Linked DNA regions of Anas platyrhynchos: region 2 is linked to region 1. Evidence: chromatin contacts called from public Hi-C data. All regions are on one chromosome and are shown on one strand. The core of a region is the stretch at or near the end of the contact, and the rest is flanking DNA. Distances in the headings are between cores, read along the strand shown.

The links. Hi-C and Micro-C count contacts between places; a contact is called where the count stands out from the background.
Region 2: a contact with region 1 is called in a Hi-C map of liver, with 2.0 times the contacts expected there. The contact joins the enhancer-like site here to the promoter of ZFP36L2 in region 1. A contact is called at or near these places in 3 of 8 Hi-C or Micro-C datasets (liver, skeletal muscle and subcutaneous adipose tissue).

The regions. Positions count from the first base shown.
Region 1 is chr3:41,028,030-41,031,718 of IASCAAS_PekinDuck_T2T, reverse strand. It overlaps ZFP36L2 (ZFP36 ring finger protein like 2), which reads right to left and starts at 1,402. Exons shown (of 2, transcript XM_027454118.3): 1 at 1,352-1,402; 2 at 1-1,114. The coding sequence starts at 1,402. It overlaps THADA (THADA armadillo repeat containing), which reads right to left. Exons shown (of 39, transcript XM_027454105.3): 39 at 3,158-3,689.
Region 2 is chr3:41,257,323-41,260,753 of IASCAAS_PekinDuck_T2T, reverse strand. No RefSeq gene overlaps it. Among named protein-coding and RNA genes, the nearest start is that of TRNAS-GCU, 60 kb to the right of the region's middle. Within about 2 kb of position 1,518, at least 2 of the 8 cell types and tissues checked have an H3K27ac peak or open chromatin away from gene starts, as enhancers often do. A contact at or near this core is called in subcutaneous adipose tissue, where this site is marked.

The DNA of each region.
Region 1 (3,689 bases), core at 153-2,652:
GCGCGATGAGGCTGCCCAGCTCCTGGCCCGAGAAGGCGAAGGCGTTGTTGGCGCAGGGCGGCGAGAGCAGCTCCTCGCAGTACGACGAGGCCGAGGCGGGCGGCGGCGGCGTGCGCGACCCGCCGGGGCTCTCCAGCAGCGCGGCGTCCAGGCGGCCGCCGGGGGGCGGCGGGGGCGGCGGGGCGGCGGCGTGCGGGTGGTGGTGGTGGTGGTGGTGGGCGGAGAAGCCGGAGAAGCTCAGGCTGTGGTGCAGCTTGGGCCGCTCGCTGCCCCCGCCGCCGCCGCCGCCGCGGGGGTGCCCGAAGCCGCCGCCGCCGCCTCCTCCTCCTCCTCCCAGGGGGTGGTCGCGGGGGGCGAAGGCGCGGAGGTCGCCGGTGCTGCCGGCGGGGTGCGGGGCGTGCTGGTGGTGGTGGTGGTGGTGGTGCGGGGGGGCGGCCGAGGCGGGGGGAGCGGCGGCCGTGCCCCCGCCGGGCGCCGGGCGGCGCTCGTCGGCGTTGTGGATGAAGTGGCAGCGGGGGCCGTAGGGGCAGAAGCCGATGGTGTGGAAGGTGCGGCACAGCTCGGTCTTGTACTTGGGGTGGCGGGTGAGGCTGCGCAGCTCGTGGAAGCCGTGCGCGAACTGGCACTTCTCGCCGTACTTGCAGGCGCCGCTCTCCTCGAAGGGGCGGCACAGCTCCGTCTTGTAGCGCGTCGAGTTGATGGGCGCCCCCCCGCCGCCGCCCGAGCCGCCCCCCTTCTGCTGCTGCTGCTGCTGCTGCTGGAGCTGCTGCATGAGGTGCTGGCTGCGCTCGCCGTTCTCGCTGAAGGAGCGGTCCCGGAACTTGTTCTCCTTGTTGAGCAGGGCCGTGGGGCTGCTGCTGCCGCCGCCTCCGCCGCCGGAGCCCGTCTCCTTCAGGCTGCCGAACGAGGAGGAGGAAGAGGAGGAGGAGGAGGAGGAGGACGAGCTGGAGCCGGTGGGGCTGGGGAACTTGGAGCCGCCGGCCAGGGCCGGCAGGTTGCTGGTCGAGTGCCGCCGCAGGAAGCCCGGCGCGAAGCTGGAGCTGGGGGGGGTGACCGGGGTCCCCACGGCCTTCTTGTCCAGCATGCTGCTCAGGTTGCTCAGGGACTTCTCCGTCTGCGAGCGGGGTGGGAGAAGGGGGGGACGAGGAGCGGGAGAAGAGGAGGAGGAGGAGGAGAGAGCGGAGAGAGGCGGGTTGGCTCGCAGCGCGACCGCCAGCCCGCGCCGCCCTGGGCACGGCCCCGCAGCCGCGGCGGGGCAGGGACAGGGACAGGGACGGGAACGGGGCTGGGGGCACGGAGCAGCCCCGCGCCCCCCGGGCAGCCTCCCCCCTTGTCCCGGCCCGGCCCTTACCTTGCACAAGAAGTCGATGTCGTAGAAGGCCGATAACAGCGTCGTAGACATCGCTAGATCCTGTAATGGTCGGACACGCAGCAAGGACCGAAAGAGCCCGCTCCCCTCGGAGGGTTTGCAAAAGCCACGACTGGGCGGGAGGCGGCGGCGGCGGCGGCCGGGGCGGGGTGGGTGTGGGGTGCGGGTGTGGGGGGGGTGCCGGCCGCTCACGGGTCCGAAACGCTCCCGACTCCTTCCCGGCGGGGCGGCGGGAGCCGGGCCGGGGCGGCGGCGGCGGCTGCAGGGCAGCGGGCGACCGGCGGGAGCTCGGCGGGGCCCCGCGCCGCCCCCATATAAACGCCGCCGCCGAGGCACGGGGGGGAGGTGCCGGGGCCCAGCGCCCCGCCCGCCGCCCGCCCCGCCCCGCCCCGCCGCTGGCCGCCATTTCGGGTCGGCGCGGAGCCGCCTCCACCTCCTCCTCCTCCTCCTCCTCCTCCTCCTCCTCCTCCTCCTCCTCAGCCGCTTGTGCCACGTAATGGGCCCGAGACAAAAGCCCGGGGCCGCCCCGGGGCCGGGCGGGCTCGCTCCCGGCTGCCCGCAGCGCGCTGCTGCTCGCCCCCCCCCCCCCCTCCCCGTCCCGGCCGTGCCCGGCGCTGTGCCGCCCCCTGCCGCCCCCGGCCCGCCGCTGAGGGAAGTTGGCCCGGGAGGAGCCGCACGCCCCGAGGCTCACAGAGTTGCTCGGTTTTATGCGCAGCGTGGACCTGCTGCTGCGCTGCTCTGTCTGCAGCTGCCCAGCGCTCAGTGTAAATGCCCACACGCACTTCCCCTTCCCAGCAAAACACCAAAAAGCCAGGGCCAGCAGGCAGCCGTCCCCTCGCTGCTGAAACAGCCGAGGGCACAGAGCCCAGCCGGCCTTTCGGCAGAGTTCCCCCTTCTGCCAGCCTTGCTGCTGCACCAGTCCCACAAGCTGGGAGCTGCGCTAGCGGGCAGCTGTAGTCAGGAGCCGCACGACTGCTTGACCCTTAAAAGCGGCTTCCAGACGTAACCTGGGCTACTCTTTGCCCAGGAGCTGAAAGCAGATGCCAACGAATTAATTTCCAGGCCAGCTCCCAGCGTGGCTTTATTGCGTTAGATAACACGCACCCTGTGCAACAAGCTGCCATCTCCGATTCTAACCTTCTCCTGCTGCTGCTGTGTGAAGTCTCACGTTGCACTGTGAATTACTTACATAAGTAATCTCGAATCCTGGAAGCCTACAGCGAGTACTTCCACTTCAGACATGAGTTTTTGCCTAGAGTGAGTTAGCCCGGTGCAGTTTACACACGTTCATTAGGCTTAATTTGACAGTTTATCTTGTTTTACAGCAGATTCCTCCCCAAACTCACGCCGTCGCAAGGAGTCGGCGACATGAGTTAGGTGCCACAGGCAGACCAGGACGGTCGCTCTTCATGAAGAGCCCGGCCAGGAGCTGACACAGGGTCTCGGGCTGCAGCCCAGTGAGCGCTGCTCGCTGCAGGGCTGCGTTGCGTTGCGCTGTGTTGCATTGCCACCTCCCGGAGACCGGCAGCACGGCAGAGCCTGCAGCCCTCCCGACCACTGCACGCTCACCGCATCGTCACCCGGACGCGCAGCTAGGCTGTGCTAATGTACAGCTACGAGCTGCGAGGCCGAAAGTGAGCAATGGTGTACTGCACATCACTCTGTAACTCTTCCAAGGAGACCGCAGTATCTATATATATCGACTTGCAGCTTTGTTTTGGCTATGTCCAGCTATGGCCGGACCAAATATAAAATCATAGCCCTCGACTGAAAGAACATAACAAAGCCTTTTTAAAATAAGTATTTATTTTTGACGTCTGATTTTCACATCACAGCCAAATCCAAATTCCCAGAAAAATAAATCCACAAAGTGCAACAAACGTTTTTGTACCTCAGACAATGAAACAGTTGAGCACTGGACACATTATTCCACGCAGCTCTTACCAAGGGCTCGCTGCAAAACCTCGGGAGGGAGAGCACCATAGCACAAGGACGCTTCCTACACATCTCCAGTGGCCTCGTTCTACCGAGCAGGACCTTCTTTTTCAAGACTGCTTGGAGAGCAAGGTGTTTTGAAGTAAAGACAAAACTATTCTGCTCTAAGTGGAACAGCTGCTTTGTTTTCAATGCTGCCAATTTCATTTGAGAGCAATTTTACAAAAGTAGGTATTTGATTTACAGGAAACACAGGCATGCGAAGCATAACTAACGCTGTTTCCATCTACAAAACAAGGCTACTAGCAAAGTAAGGATCCTTGCCTTCCTCCAGAGAAGAATGCAGTAAAATTTAAACTGTAGTCTAGAATTTGTCACGGACAAA
Region 2 (3,431 bases), core at 269-2,768, 230 kb before region 1:
ACTCTCAGTCAAACACCATTCTCCTTCTCCAACACTTAGTTCCTACCTTCATTTTTTTCTGAAAAGTAATTCTTTATTTCTTCCTTATAAGGTCAGGTCTCCTCAAGAGTCTCCACACAATAGCACCTTCCTGAAAACTTCACCCATGTGATGATTCCCCGTCCTCCTTATATGACCTTCCCCTGAGTGTTTTTATTCCCTACAGCTGCACTCCTTCCTGCACCCTATTGTCTGCCTTCTACTCTACCCTTCCTCTGCCTTGTGTGTGTGTATTCTTCCTAACCCCAAGCCCATCCAGACACTTTGCCCATAGGCAGAATTTATTCTTTTTCCTTAGACATTTATTTGGTGGGGTAACTTATTTCTTCTCTCATCCCTAACACCACCAGAGTCCCCAAAGACATTAGAAACTGCTGTTGAAAAAGTTAATAGGAATGACCTGATTTATACTTCTTCCAAAACAAGGTTGATGTAACGTGGTTGTTGCCATCTGCCACCAAACAGAGGGGAAAATCAAAAGCCTCTGAAGCAGCTGAACTTAAGGAGGAAATATTAAGCATTATTAATGCAAACAAGCCATGAACTGCTATTACTTTGCAGTGCATTAGCCATTCCTGCAACTATTTCAAATTTTCTGGAGGAGTAGGCAGCCATAAAGGAAAATATTCTTTATGGACCAGGGTCTTTTGCCTCTACTTCTCCACTGAAAGTAGGGGCTTAGCTCAAGTTTCAGCCTTAAAGTTGTCCCATTCTCCTCTAAATTTGATCATTCACCCCCTTTAATAAAATCATTAAACTTTTTGGTGTATTAGTTTGGGGTACTAAAAACTATGAAAAATCAAATCTGCTGGTCACTTTAAAATCTTGATCCTGAGATGAGAAAGGACCGGTTTGGGTCTCTAATCCTGCAGCCTCTGAAAAACAGAGGTCTTGACTTTGAGCTCCCTCATAACCACACCAGCTGTAGCTGAGATGATTCATAGATTTTTCCAACCATTAAGACAATTCAATCTGTTTGAGTTGAACAGCACTGAAAGTCTTACGTGGTAGTTCATGCAGCACAATAGATCACAAACCACACTGTAATTTTACTATTTCTAGAACAAAAAACAAAACAAAACAAACAAACAAAAAAAGAACAACAACAACAAAAAACAAACTTATTAAGTGAATAAAACTGAAAGAAAGAAATTAAAGTTATAAAGCATAAGTGCACGTAGAATTGTCTTTAAATGGGATTGCCCTTGACAATGGCTGACTTCCAGAGCAGGGGTTCCTTACAGAGTAATTTTAAAAGTCATCTGACTCTAAATTATCATCTTCTCCTAGTCTCAGATCCTAGTCTGCAAGCAGTCACACCGGGAAGGACGAGCAGTTTAGTTTTATGCACTCCCTAGAGCATGTAATCTTGGTAGGGTGGCTGTGTTGCAGCAAACGGGCTACTCTATTATATATCGCAACTGCTCCTCATCTGTGTAAGTCCTGCCACAGGGAAAAAATAGTCAAGCAAGAGAGAAAGAATGTAGAGCTTTCAGCAGAGGGAGGTATTGACACAGCATATAACTCCAGGGGTGGGGAGCTGAGATGGGCTGTTTCAGTGCTCAGCTAGTTAGAAGCTGTATATGCCTCCTCTGGCAGTATTTAAAGAAGAAAAAAAAATAGCCTGCACTTAAACAGCTTTGCTGATGTTGTTTTCCCACTTGCAGATGTTGAGCTGCATTATGTTGTCAGTGAAAAAAAAAAATAAAATTGAAACTAGAGGGTGGGGGGAAAGGAAATAGAGACATAAATTTAAAGAGAGAAGCCTTTGGTCACCAAAAATAGCCAGAGCAGATAGTGTAACTAAAACCTGTGCCTACGCTGTCAGCGCAGCACACAGGGCAAAGTTACATAATATTTTCCACATTTATTTCAAGCAGGGCAGCCTGCCAGCTTGATAGATTTCTAGAAAGGGTGGGAGAGAGAGAGTGGTTTGATTCACAGACTGCCGTATTTACAGCTCACCCCATGGCCACTGCCTTCCCCTCTTTGGGCGTTTACCTTCACAGTTTGCCAGAGAGCAGTGTGAGCATAACCCTGATATAGAAAGTAAGTCACTGTTCAGACTGCCTAAAGCACTACAAATGCGTAAGTTAGCTTTGCTTTTCTTGTTTTGACGGTGCTAACGTGCACTGATTTGCCGAAAGTGCAGCCATTGTCAAAGTCCAGAAATTAGTAACAGGAAAAGTGCCAAGACAAAATGATGGGGAGGGGAGGGCTTCGGGTTTTGGCTCTTCCTTGCTCTCAGTCCTAGTAGTTGGTCCTGACTACAGGGCACAGAAGCAGCATCTTCAGAAAGAAAAGCTTTCTGCAAAACCGTTGAAACAAAAGTTACTTCGTGATCTGTTCAGGTTAGAAGTGGGTGTGAGTATCTGAAATGGATCTGAATTTTCTCAAAAGGCAGGGCTACTCCAACCAATTGCCTGGATGACACCAGCTACCTACTTTTCTGTGAGGAATTGCTAGGAAACATATAATTATGTGAAAAACATTCATCAAGGTCAGTCATACAAATGACTAAATGAACAGTTCTGTGCTACTTGTGACAAGACAATCCATAAGGTTAAGCTTTGGCTTGCGTATTTCCTGCATTTATTCTATATTTTCTGTACATGTGGCAGGTCCTCCATTGGGACTTCTCAAATACTTCATTAAGATTTTACTGTTGCTGGCAAGAACTAACACTGCAGTTCCCCATCAAAGCTAGAAAGTAGAATGACTAGAAAAATGACAAACAAAAATGCTATTTCCTATGTCCAGCTTGCATGAAGAGAAAATGTGAGTGAAAGAAAGGGAAAAAATAGAGAACTGATATCACTGTAGTAAAACCAGTATGTTGTCCATAAAACAGGCTACAAAAAGAAAAAAAAAGAAAAAAAAAAAGTTAAGACTCCTTCCCTCTTCCATTTGCAATACATGCACAGCGCCATAAATGACTGTAGAGATGTTTGAATGGGAACGAATGGAAAATTGGCCAATTCTCACTAAACTGAAATGTACAGATGCAGCATAAAAGCTACTAGTACATTTATGTAGATTAGTGTCAGTATCATTAAATCAAACTATTCCTCCAAAGCAAGTTGCTCTGACCATGATTTTAATCAAAGAAAACAAAAGGATGCCAGCCAAATGCTATCATTTTAACCTGTAAAGAGATGTTCCCAAACCAGTGCAGAGATAAAACAAAAGCACACCTCATGAAACAATGCAGTGATATCAAGTGAGGTGTAATATTTCCTCTCACTAGTAACATCATGTGCTTTGAGAGTAATGCCTTGGAGCCTGAAATTACCCTCCAAAACAAACTCTCCCCTTTCAATGTTGGTCTCACCAACAGTTTACAACTGGAGTTTATTAGCTTTGCTTCTATGTTATAATAACCTCCACCCAAA